Linked DNA regions of Zea mays: regions 2 and 3 are each linked to region 1. The links are chromatin contacts, called in public Hi-C maps. All regions are on one chromosome and are shown on one strand. Each heading gives the region's core, a stretch centred on a gene start, on an enhancer-like site or on the middle of the called end of the contact. The rest is flanking DNA. Distances are from core to core; before and after follow the strand shown. Region 1 has its middle 99 kb from the start of LOC100193380. Region 2 holds the start of LOC100191259. Region 3 holds the start of LOC103638752.

Region 1 (4,340 bases), core at 670-3,169:
AGCGCAACTTGAACAGACTAAGTTTGAGTTAAAACGAGCAATATAGGGATTAATTTAGTTTTCGGTCATTTTTATAATTAAATCGATTCTAGGGACTTATTTGCAATTCTCATGGACTGCTAGGTAATCATCTTACCGCACATGTGGATGGCGGGTTGATTAATATAGAGCACATGGTCTCTTTTGCAAAAGTAAACGGCCGAAGGGGTATGTGCTTTTGTAGATTGTTGGATCGATAGTCTACGGTGCAGATTAGATTGAAGTCTCGGTCGTTGGATCAGAGATCGACGATAGAGGTTTTATGATAGCAGATCGAATTTCCCTCGCTAGATTGAATCAGACGACCCATGACCTCGGCCGAAACGGTACGCGATCGATCCCATCACAGCCGTCGGATCTAAAATCAACGCTCGAGATTAAAAGATCTCGCGATATGATCTCGCCCAACAGATCCGAGATCAATGGCTACAATTTTCGATCACGATGGGGTATTTGAGATTCAATCGTGAGCGCTTATCACCAGATCGATGGCCAGGGCCGTTTCTCCCTCGCATGATCCTGTTCATGCTGGAACAGGGCTGTGGCATCCTGCCCGCGGTGGCAGGCCCACCGGCGAGCGGTGGCTGTTGCGAGGCTATGGATGTGATGAGTCTTTGATTGATGGCCTGAGGTGTTATGGTGGCATGTATTTATATAGGCTAGGAGGTGGGTGGTTACATGATATATCTAATCTTGTACTTATCTGTTACAACCATATCCTATATATTAGGAACTATAACAAACTCGAAACCAAATCTATTACATAATAGATCTAATCTGATACTTGTCTGTTACAATCCTATCCTATCTATTAGGAACTGTAACAAACTCAAAACCAAATCCATTACATGACAGATTTAATCTGGTACTTATATGTTACAATCTTATCCTATCTGTTAGGAACTCTAACTTATCTATTTTATTCCAATAATATTGTTGTTAATTTGTACTAATCATATTAGTCCTTCAATTTAAATAAATATTAGAATATATTTTTACTTAAAATTTAAAATTTTTTTGGGTGTTACACGCGTGCTGAAAGGAGTATTTTCTTAAATATCTTATTGCGATATCCTAATTTATATCAACTTTACCTATAGAATGGCGTGTACAAACAAACCAACTAAACATACATCGATCTATTATATTAGCTTATATTTCTATTTTTTGCTTTCTATTTTAAATTGAAAATTCAAGTCTAATTTAGAGATGAGTTAAATTTTCTATTTCAAGCATAAATTGCAACAAACAAAACTCAACATGAATGCAAAGTATTTTTATTAATTAATTTATACTTTGCATTATATACTAGCTACATGGTGATTTGACTACAAATTTACTTTTCAAATCCGATAATTTGATCTGAGCCGCCTTTTTCTTCAAGAAACTAAATACGAAGTAGAAACATGTCTTCTTGAACTCTACCAACAAATCATGGAACAACCGAAGAATCACAACACCTATTGCTTATATATAATGCAATCATGCAAGCTAGATTGAAGCGTTCAACTTTGTTTCAGTATCAACGACAATGAGCACAACTAACTTTCATTGGTTTCCTCCAATATCTCACAACTAGTTCTAACCTTCATAATTTACTATTTTGATCACCTTGCAACGAGAAAAACTGATTTGTGAATTTATAGTGCTTGAGTAGTTAGGGTAAATGAACTTATGTTCCATCCAAACTTTGATAAAACACCAAAGCCATGAACTGACAAGAAAGCATGAGCCTGTGACTGCACATGCATTCTACCGAGGCACTCACTATCATATTACCATGTTGTCTTATGTAGTTTTGCATGCTCTAGTATTCAGAGTTGCTTTGGACTTTAAAGGCCCAGCCCACTGGTTGCACCATGAAGGGAGGCGGATGGGTCGAAAATAAAGGCGAATAATTGACGGCCCAGTCCATCTGTCATATCTGGCGTGTCCTACTACTATCTATAGCTAGCTTCCAACAAGATTTGCGCTTCAGACTTTTTGGAGGTCTACTTGGGTGACATTTTTCAGTAAGGTCCATGAGAGAAGTGTGTAGCTTGTGGACTAGGTAGAGGACAGCAACATCGACAGTCCAGCAAATGACATCAAGATATGTCGAGGAAGATTGGAGCTTTCAAGTCGATAGGTACAAGTCACAAGCCACAGTCCGAGAATCTGAAAAGCTTAAGCTAATTGTTGGTACGTAGGGAGATACCCCGCTCTTGCTTCTCGTTTTTAATTTGGGGCTAGTTTGGAAACTCCATTTTTCTAAGGGATTTCTGTTTTCCTAAGAAAAAATAAACTAATTTTCTTTTGGAAAATAGAAACCCCTTAGGAAAATGAGGTTCTCAAACTAGTCCTTGGTGATATTCAGATTCAGTCATCCGTGGAAAAGATTTGTTAGCGTAGCCTTATCAATTGTCAATCTTTAATAGGCTGTGAAAGAACTACACTCATCAGAGGTTCATTTGATATCTTCCACTCGTGATTTCAAGAGCCCTTAACAAACATAGCGTTATTGCCGGTTCTGCGTTTCGGCCAAGCAAACACTCGGCTCAGCTCAATTCAGAAGGTGTCATCATAGCCTTATCAGAGTCTGCTCATGCATGTAAATACCTCAACCACACAAGCAGGCCGTCTCCAGAAATAAGAGACCTAGAGCGAAATCAACAAAGACCCAAATATATTTAGAAATAAGAGTCTGCTCTATTTTAAAGGCTTTATTTCCTCCATAAATTTAGCATCACTGCAACAGACATGCAACTAATTAAAACTCGTAATGATCATTTTATGATATATACTGATACTAAATATGATACACTATGTAGATAATTATGCAATTCGGTATACTGCGTAAAAATCTGCTACCAGCTGCATGCACACGAATTTATGATGGAAAGAATATGCAATGAAAGGAAATGAATTGCATGCATAGAAACAAAAAATCGCATTTAATGTTTTATTTCCTTCATAAATATAAGATCCCTCCAATAGTCATGCAACTAAACGCATTAGAACTAGTTTATGATGTATACTGAAACAAATTATGCTACACTGTGTAGGTATTTATGCAATTCCTTACACTGCGTAAAAAATCTAGCATGTTGTTCACTGGTGGACGCATCTCCGGGTGAAGCGTAAAAACCTTAAGTTTTGAGCATAAAATCTCTCAATTATAAGCGTAAATACCGAGTCAATTAAAGGTTGGTAGCTTTAGTAGGTTGTTATTACGATCCTATTTTTATGACAGATCCAAAAAACATGGCAGCCGTATGCATGCGGTTTCTATTTTTATACAGATCCAAAAATTATGGCAAAATCGTGGGAGTTTCCATTGCATGCGCGCAAATTACGAACAACATAAATCAAGGAATTGCCTTTCCAATATGCATGCAGTAAACTGATATACGAACTCTGTGTTCAAGCATAAAATCGTACAGTTTTTAGCGTAAATAATACATGTGGTAGGCATAAAACACAATAATCGAAAAGAAAACTGCGCCGGATCGGAGGATGTCACGCGCGATCATCGTTGCGCGCATCTCGCGCCTTCCGTGACGTCGCTCGCTCGAACTTCGTGCCTCATGTGTCGCCGTCGCTCGCACGTCGACGGGCGTCGCTTGCTCGCCGGCCTTGGAAGTGCCGCCTCCTCGAGGCTTCGGGGACGCCGCCGCTTGCCTGCACAAGGGCCCCGCTGTTGCTCGCCCTCTGGGTCGGGGAACCGCCGCCACTACTCCGGATTGAGGAACCTCCACCACCGCGCGTCGAGGTAATGGAGTTGCGGCCACCAGCCTGGGAACCGCCGCCACCGCACAAGGGCACTGCCATCGCTCGCCCTCTGGATCGGGGGCCGCCGCCGCCGGCCTGGGAACCGCCACCACCGCATGTCGAGGTCGGGGAGCCGCGGCCACCGGCCGAGGGTCCACCGCCGCGCGCGCTATCGGGCAACCGCCGTCGCTAATGAACCGAGATGGGGCGTGAAAAACTGATCCCTAGCTTTTATAGACGTCTGGACCTGGTCCGGCTCGACCGGATTGCACTATTTGGCCTGGGCTTCCTTTAGTTATTGGAAGCCCAGGGCTCCTAATATACAATCTCTCTATATATATATATATACTAGGTATGTGCCTGTGCGTTGCAACGGAAGTAAAAAATTTGAATGAAACATTGATACTGAACGACAAACATCACTATAATATGCAAAATCCTTGTGGAAAACACGAGCCTAATCAGTCAAGCTTGTTGTAACGGAAAATTTAATTGTTCTCATGAATACTAACCCCCTTCGAATCCTATCTTTCATGCCATGCCAGCTTTAA
Region 2 (4,340 bases), core at 833-3,332, 230 kb before region 1:
TATTGTCTCAAAGACATTCAAAGTTCCTCTGTCAATAATTCCATTGTAAGAATACTCCATGTCGACTATGTCGATTGTGATATCTTCAATTCTGGTGTTGTGGACATAGTCAAATGTTAGTAGCATGGCTATCTTTTCCAGTGCTACTATCTGCTTTCATCCAAAACCACAGAGTGGGCGCATGGCCTCTTGCAATGTGTCTTCTGGCTCTTGCATTTTTCCTGAAAGCTTTTGCAGATATGGTATCTATTGAACTACTTGTGTCTACTAAGACATTGTGTAACATGAAGCCCTTTATAACGCAATATATAACTATGACATCATTGTGTGGGTAATCTTTAAGCTACAGGTATTGTTGAAAGAATGTAAATGGAACATGAGACCATTTTGATCTAATGTATGGCCCTGAAACCCCAACATGTTACACCCTTCTTTGAGCTTCTCTCTTCTATTTTTGTTGTTGGGCTCAAATCTTGATCCTCCCATGATCAGGAGGATAAGCTACCTTGAAGTTCGTGACAAAGTGCCAAAACTTGCCATGCTCTTCGTCGAGATCGTGAATTCATCGGAGGTGGGCACCAATGTTGGTCACTTGTTTTGATTCCTGAGGCAGATCAAGACAAGGCAACGTAATAAAAAAACATGGGACCTTCCTCCCTTCAATCTATCTCCGATTGAGAAAAAGATTGAAGGGGGAAGAATATTATAATTATAATTTTAAAAGAAATAGATGAGGTAATATAATCAAGGAAAATCATTACTGTCAAGTTTCTTGTATTAAATATTCCTTGTTACAAATGAATACAGTTATACCTTTAACAATAGATAGAGATCCAAAGGTATGAGTAAATACAAATTCAGACGTAGAATCGATTGGTGTCACAAGAGTACGTGAATCCTCGACCTGTGCACGTGCAATGTTTATCTATTTATAAGGACAACCTGGCATACAACTCTATATGAATCTAAAACTATAACCTTGAACCCTATATATAGCTACAGAAACTGCTATGGGTAGCATCGTCATTTATTCCCGAAACGATTTCACGTGTGATGGTGGGTTCCTTCTTCGTATTCAGGCCACTTGCTTCGAGTCCAGACCATGAAGCCGAAGCTCTTATCTTCCCCTTCACCTATGTTGTCGAGATGAAGGTTTGAAATGAAGGTGGCCTTCCTTATTCATTTGGAACACCTGAAATAGACTTAGAGATAATTGACAACTTAATGTTTTGAGGACCTTTGGCCAGAGAAGGCCCCCAACAGTCTATAGTGCCCATATATAGCCATTTATACGAACACCTGATGCGTGTATAGACAATTAATGCGTAAATTATTCATGACCACGATAAAATTATAAAAATGATGACCATAGCCTGACTTGCGGTGGTGATAGAGGCGGGCGCTGGGAGGGGAGGCAATGACAAGCGTGGGTTGGTGACGTTGAGCTTGGGCCAGCAATGTCGGTCACAGGCCGATAAAGACAAGGAGGCGGGCAAGCGAGCATACGACGTTGAAGGCTGGCGCAGGACCACAACGACGGGCGCTGGGCGGGGAGGCAATGTCGAGAGCGGGCTGACTATATCGGAAGTGGGGTGCAGGATTCGGGCAGGGCGTGGGGCAGAGAGAGGAAGCGGGACAGAGGCAAGACTAGGAGTGGGGAGGAGCCGAGACGTTTTTTTACTCTGGCTTCTCTTCCAAAAGTGGCTCCGACTCTTGAGTACTCTTAGTCTAGAGCTATTTTTTGTCAGGTTATCTCTTCCAAAAGTGGCTCCAACTCTTGAGTACTCTTAGTCTAGAGCTATTTTTTGTCAGGTTACTGTTGGAGCCAAAGCCAAAACCGGTTCAGGAGGCCTCACATACATGTTAAAGCCCCACTAATTTTTTTCACGTAAGTGCTAGTTTGGAAAGTTCATTTGCTAAAGAGATTTCTATTTCTCCAAGGAAAAATAAAATAATTTTCATTTAAAAAAATAAAAATACTTTGAAAATATGGGTCCCATAGTAGCCCTAAATTTGAAAGCCCCACTGGGGTTTTGTTTGTAGTGTGCGCTCGTCAGCCCGGCGGGGAAGGACCAAACGTGAACCGCCGCTTGGCCCTCTATTTAATGAGCACCACCAGTCACTAGACACAGCGCCCGCAGGCCGCAGCTGCAGTCTGCAGAGCACAGCCGTGCGCGGTTTGCAACCGTACCAGCACAAGCACCCCAGGCGGGCAGGAAACAAGCCTCCTCCGCTGCTCCGCCGCAATGGCGTCCCCGCGCGGCCATCGCCGGGCCAGCGTGCTGCAGAAGGCGGCGGCGCTCCTCCTGCTCGCCCTGTCCTGCTGCGGCTGCACCGGTGCCGGCGCCGGTCCATCGGCGCCAACCCCGAAGGTGCCGGCGGTGATCGTGTTCGGGGACTCGACGGTGGACACGGGCAACAACAACGCGATCGGGACCATCCTGAAGAGCAACTTCCCGCCGTACGGGCGCGACATGGCCGGCGGGGCCCAGCCCACGGGGCGGTTCTGCAACGGGCGCCTGCCGCCGGACTTCATCTCCGAGGCGCTCGGCCTGCCGCCGCTGGTCCCGGCCTACCTCGACCCCGCCTACGGCATCCAGGACTTCGCCCGCGGCGTCTGCTTCGCCTCCGCAGGCACCGGCCTCGACAACAAGACCGCCGGCGTCCTGGTACGCAACGCGACCTAGCTACCCCGCACTCGCATAGCCGCAACTCACAATTGCCATGGTTAACCAAAAGTTTTTTTTTAAAAAAAAACAACCTTGCCATTTCGGTCGAGAGACCGGATATCCCTGCGCACTGCACGGCTGCAAAAGCGCTGCAAAGGGGGAGACCAGAGGTGTGCCGTGTGCATGCATCCGCTTGGCGGCACACCTCAAGATAGCAAAACCATTTCATGGCAAGAAGGCCAAGATGGCAGGAAGAGTTGCCAGGGAGAAGATTCCATGAGGCCTGCAGGGCTGCAAACAGCAGCTCGGAGTAGTTAAGCTTCCCTTTCGTCAGCTCGTTCCGGCCTTCCGCGACGACGACGTCGAGGCGGCAGAGAAAATCTCCAGTGGTCCCCTGCAGCTGGAGCTCCCGGAATTGAAGGCGCTCGGCCTGAGCCTTACGGATGGCCGATGGACGCTACGGCCAGTGTTTAAGGCATGGTGACCTCCGCATTTAGATTTTAGTGCGTCGGATTCGAATGGTTGCAGGCAGGCAGTGCTTTCACCAGGCCGCCACGGCGCCACCCGTCATGAACTCCAGCGTAGCACGGTTGGTTAGCAGACCTGTAGCGACCTAATCTGCAGTGTTGCCATCTTCGCTGGCCGCTGGGTTGTGTTCTGTTCTGTTCATGCCTTGTACTCTCACCTAGGGACGGACACAGAATGAAATGAGAGTGAGAGCACACTTACAACAACGCGCTAAAATGTTAGAGTGAGTATATCTAAATTAAGCTTAGCAGGAGATATAATGGTCAAAACCTAGTCTTTACTACTTGCAAGTTGCAACACAAAAATGACCGGAGCCTATTCCCTTAGGTCCGCCCATGCTCTCACCTCCTGAAGAGCTGACTTGAATTCTAGTATCTGTCGTTATTCTCGTCTTTTAGAGGATTTGGTGTTAGAGAAACTCGCGAATTTTAAATAAAAAGGGACAAACAGACCGGCAAAGATCAAAGAGGAAGCTCGTTGGTGGATTCGGGGAGGGGTAAAACATTTAGCCAATCTGCTATAACTTTGTGTTTTTGGTGCATGGCGATCATGCCTCCGTTTTTAATGTTTTTTCCGCTTTTTGTTGGGATTTATTATTTGTAGCTTCTCTGGGCGTCCATCCCCTTTTTAATATGAAAGGCAACTCTCTTATCAATTTCAAAAAAAAAGTATATGCTTTTGGAACGTAGGAGTATAAAACAATGGAAATTTAGAAAGATACAAGGGTCTTCAAACTTCAACCAACAAGCCAGCGCGGTGGGCGACGGGCAACGGGTGGAGCAAAACACTGCATCACTGAAATACACTAGTCCGATGTGCCCCCTTCAGATTGTTATCAGTTTTTTTATTAAAAAAAGAAACACCTTGGAATTCATATATAGGACAACATACATTCTTAATCTCTACCACACTATATAATCCACTACTCTAAATTTTACAAAATTTACCCAACCAAATCATCCACACATCTACAACCTCCACTAAATCCGTTAACTCCGACTTAACACATCATTAAAATCAACGGTTCATATTATTAGATAACCCATATTCCCTTACTCAATCAAAATTAATAAACAATATTATTCGGATGATCTATCATATCTCATCTCTATAACAGGATCCTAACTCAAAGCTAATCGTTGA
Region 3 (4,340 bases), core at 512-3,011, 170 kb before region 1:
ACTATGTTGTTGATGCCGGATATTCTAATCGGTCTAGCTATCTAGCTCCTTACAATGGTAAAAGATAACACATATCAGATTGACATACATGTATGGAACAAAAAACATCATCCGAAAATTTCAATCACATTCACTCTTCTATTCGAAATATTATTGAGAGGTCTATGTGGAAACAAAAAAATTATTGTTTCTTGTATGGTCTTTCATAAATCATATTTTTATTTGTGAGCATGATAGAGGATTTGAACTCTGCTTGTTTCGATCATGATCTCAACTTTATACAACAATACGCAAAAGGTATAACCGATATGCAATCACATCAAATGACACTACTATAGAAACTAATGCCGCCACAATTCTTGCTTATGCTTGGAATTAGCATGTAATTAAAAAAACTAGCCTTCATTTAATTTTTAGTTATCTTTATTTATGGACAATCATAATAGTACTGAGACATTGTCATAAATATATATTAATTATTTATGTATCTTGTATGATAATATTAAATGCTCATGAGTATTTGTGTGAAAAATATTGCATTTTAAAAGTCATTTTTGAATAAATATCAACAAAACATGTGCCCAACGTAAAACTAGATATATCAAACAACCCAAAGGGCAAAACAAGTCATTCCAACCAAATCTCTGTTTCATGGATCTGAACTTCTGAAGCTCCTGTGCATCCGAACAATTCACTAAGATCCAAATTCACTAGTGGGCGCTCTATGGTGAATAATAGATTCAGATTCACCTTTTCATAAATATCAATATAACATATGTACCGTATAAAAAATAGATATACTCCATCCATTCAAATTTCTAATTTGTTTGTCTTTTTAATCCTAGATTTGATCAGCTCGTCTTATTATAAATTTTTAATGTAACATTGTTTAGCATATAATATTAATATACTTTAAGGACGACTATGAATTTTTTTTATTTTTTCTAAAACAATGAATAAGATGAGCGAGTCAAACCTGATACAAAAGTTAAACGAATTATAAATTAAAACAAAAGGATTATCAAATAACCCAAGGGGTAAAATAGGCCATTCTAGTCACAAACTCAATTTCATTGAGCTACTATGTATCCAATCAGTTTATTAGCGGATCCAGATTCACTAGTGAATGTCTTGATCTAAATTTAGCTTTTAAAGGGGGAGCTGCCTTAGGCCTTGTTCGTTTCTATCGGATTGCACCCGGAATCGTTCTAGCTAATCAAAGTTTATATAAATTAGAGAAGCAATCCGGTTAGAAATCGTTCCGACCCACCAATCTGACACAAACGAACAAGACCTTAAATAGGCTATAAAGCGGGCAATTTGTGCAAGTGCTCTCACGCGTCGCTGTCCCCTAGATATAAAAAAGACCGGCCAAATAAAAACATCGTCATTGCCTGCCTCACGGCGATCTTGGAACAGCGGCCACGATTCCGCCGGAGGTAATGCTGAAGGGGGCCTCCTGAGTTCTTTTTATTATGGCGGGCCGTTCTGCGCTCTGAATGGATTCGTGGATTTGATTTTGCCACTGTTTTAGAAGAGAGACAGAGAGTATCAGAAGCCACGACGAAAGGCAAGTATCCCGAACTGACAGCGACTAAAACCTCTAATAAAATGCGCAATGATCTCTGCCGTCAGCACGGCGTGTGCCAGCGTGCCACGTACGCGCACGCCGGCAGAAGAGCTGGAGAACGCGCGCGCGCGCGCCGGGTGGCTGGCTCTTCTTAGTTTTACCGCCACTTCCGGCCGTATTACTCTGCCACCAGCGACCCGGATCAAGTATTCAAATGGTAGCTTCGTACTGAAAGCGTTGGCCATGATCGATGGCATCCGGTCCTGCCGACCCCGGATGAATTCGCGATCAAGCAAACGCACCGCGCGCGCCGAGTAAGCATAGCCGCCGGCCCCGCTCGGGAGCTAGCACTGGTGCTGCGCGCCGTGTCCGCGCCCGCGTGCGCTGCAGTGCTCCCTACTCTGTTCTTGATAAGACGATCACGACAACACGTCGCGCCCTAAAGCAGCAGCCGCCCTAGCCGGCTAGTCTCACATCGACGCCGCGACGGGAGTGGATTGGACTCTTCTTCTCCTCCTTCTTCTTCCTCTTGCCGTTTCTTCCACTCCTTGGCTCGGGTCCGCGGGATCGCCGTGCCCCTGCGGCTTCTTTCGGCCCCGGACGGGATGCACCAGATCGGGAGCGGCATGTACGTGTCCGGCCCCGCGCCGGACAGGAAGCGGGAGCGGCGGCTGTCGTCGGGGTCGGCCGCCACGCCGCCGTACACGGGCGGGGACGTGGCGCGCTCGGGCGAGCTCGGCCGGATGTTCGACATCGCCGCGTCGCAGTCGCAGGCGCCGTCGCCGGCCTCCTCGCGCCGCAGCTCCGGCCCGCTGCCCCGGCCCTCGCCGTCGCCGGCGTCGGGACCGCTGTCGCAGCTCTCGCACCCGGGGCTCCTGGTCGGGCCGTCCCCGTCCCCCGCGCCCTCTCCGTCGCCGGCGGTCGGGTCGTCGAGGAAGGGGAGCGGCAGGAGGCGCGGCGCCGGGAACGAGGCGGGCGCGGCCGTGGCGGCGCGCGGGACGGCGAGGCTCGGCGTCCCGTTCGCGTGCTACGTGCTGGTGGCCGTGGCGGCCGCGGCCGCCGTCGGCGCCGGGGCCTTCTGCCTCGTGTCGTGGCGCCGGTGGGAGGTCCTCGCCGCGGCGGGCGGCGCGGTGGCCGCCGTCGCGGCGGTGTTCGCGTCGAACGCGTGCCGGACGGCGGCCGAGGCGGAGAGGTTCTTCCGCCGGTTCCCCGATACGGTGTTCGACGACCACGGCGGGGACATGCCCATCGGCGAGCTCGTCAAGATCACCGGGGTGAGCTCTGCTTCAGTCAATCTCCGCTGAAACCAATCAGCTATTGCCTTCCATCTTTGCTTCAATGTTACCAAATCCATTACCTGACGTACGATTCTGCCGTCGCTAACAATTGCATCGGTATTCTCCCAGTCTATGCATGCATGACAAGTAAAAAATTGATGAGTTTCATGCATGGTCAATGGTCTCCAAGCTACCAAACCACTTTTGCTTAGGCCAAAGCAATGCATGCGTTGCTTAACTTGTTATTATCGCTTCACCAAAGCAGTAGCGAGAAACTCTAATCTGCTCAAGTATATTTGGAATGCTCTGTTCTTACGTGACCGGCTTCCTGCAGCAAGTTACCTGCGGTCGCCGCCCCCTGGGTGCCAATTTCCACGACGCCGCCAGGTGCGTGCTCACGTCCGTTCAGCTGTTCGAGCGCCGTCGATGGGGCTGGTGCTGCAGCCGTCGGCGGTGGCGGCTGAGACACTCTGAGGTCAACTCTCGTTATTACTGCCACCTGAATACCTGATGGATACGGTTTCGCAGTCGAAGTGATGTGGGCACTGAAGGATGCATGGCTGTTGTGTTTCTCTGGCAGGCACGGGTGACGAACTTCTACATCTCTGACAGGAACTCGGGCAAGAGATTCTACGTTCGTGCTGGTGAGAGCGCCTTGATCACTCCTATGATCAAACAGAAAACAATCAGCTTTGACGGCGACAAGAAGGACGCTTCACAAAACTTGAAGAGATTGTTGGCAACCAACGAGTTGTCGTGCAATGGAGATTTGACTGTTAAAGAAGGGTATGATCTTTCACACAAATTTAGGTCAAGAAATTGACAACACGGTATACCATGCAAACTATATTAATATCTCTTTATTTCACGTGCTGCTAGTAAGCTTATAAGTGCATAAGTATGTAGCAGTACACAACACACAAATTTAGGTGAAGGAATTGAAAAGTAAACCTTGTTAATCTCTATTAATTGAAAAGTAAACCGTCTTGCTAATTTTTCCTCTATTGCATTTATGTCCTGCAAGTAGTCTTCATCATTTGGAGCAGTGGAAGTTTGCATGTGTCGTGACAATGAGTGACGTCAGTGATAAAAAGCTTCCTCTCTGACAATTTTAAGAATTACATATGAGAAACACATAAATTCTATTCGGGTGCATGTGTAGAAAGAAATAAAAATAATTTCCTCAAATATCCTACTGAACTTTGCACAATGATTTGTAATTATTTCAAATTAATTAGTCCACTCTCTCCAATTTCCATGGTTCTCTATAACTTGCAACCTAGTAGAGGGAAGGCAAATTTATAGATCAGAGAAGTCGACCTGTATAAACGTCATAGTAATGATGTGCCACTGGCTAATTTTGAGGCAAACACAAGAAAGTTATGCTATTTACTTTTTCTCCAAAATGATAATTGCATTGCCTTCACGGTTAAAGCACCATTATTCACTTGAGACTGCAACAAAATTTGTCAGGTTAATCAGAGAAGGGGACA

The links. Hi-C and Micro-C count contacts between places; a contact is called where the count stands out from the background.
Region 2: a Hi-C map of leaf shows a contact between it and region 1, with 3 times the contacts expected there. The contact joins the promoter of LOC100191259 here to the enhancer-like site in region 1. A contact is called at or near these places in 3 of 25 Hi-C or Micro-C datasets (ear, leaf and tassel).
Region 3: a contact with region 1 is called in a Hi-C map of leaf, with 2.4 times the contacts expected there. The contact joins the promoter of LOC103638752 here to the enhancer-like site in region 1. A contact is called at or near these places in 2 of 25 Hi-C or Micro-C datasets (both in leaf).

What each region holds. Positions count from the first base shown.
Region 1 is chr9:102,251,217-102,255,556 of Zm-B73-REFERENCE-NAM-5.0, forward strand. No RefSeq gene overlaps it. Among protein-coding and RNA genes, the nearest start is that of LOC100193380, 99 kb to the right of the region's middle. Within about 2 kb of position 1,920, at least 6 of the 20 cell types and tissues checked have an H3K27ac peak or open chromatin away from gene starts, as enhancers often do. A contact at or near this core is called in leaf, where this site is marked.
Region 2 is chr9:102,016,934-102,021,273 of Zm-B73-REFERENCE-NAM-5.0, forward strand. It overlaps LOC100191259, which reads left to right and starts at 2,083. Exons shown (of 3, transcript NM_001136693.1): 1 at 2,083-2,669. The coding sequence starts at 2,247.
Region 3 is chr9:102,079,257-102,083,596 of Zm-B73-REFERENCE-NAM-5.0, forward strand. It overlaps LOC103638752, which reads left to right and starts at 1,762. Exons shown (of 4, transcript XM_008661577.3): 1 at 1,762-2,844; 2 at 3,182-3,322; 3 at 3,428-3,633; 4 at 4,321-4,340. The coding sequence starts at 2,176.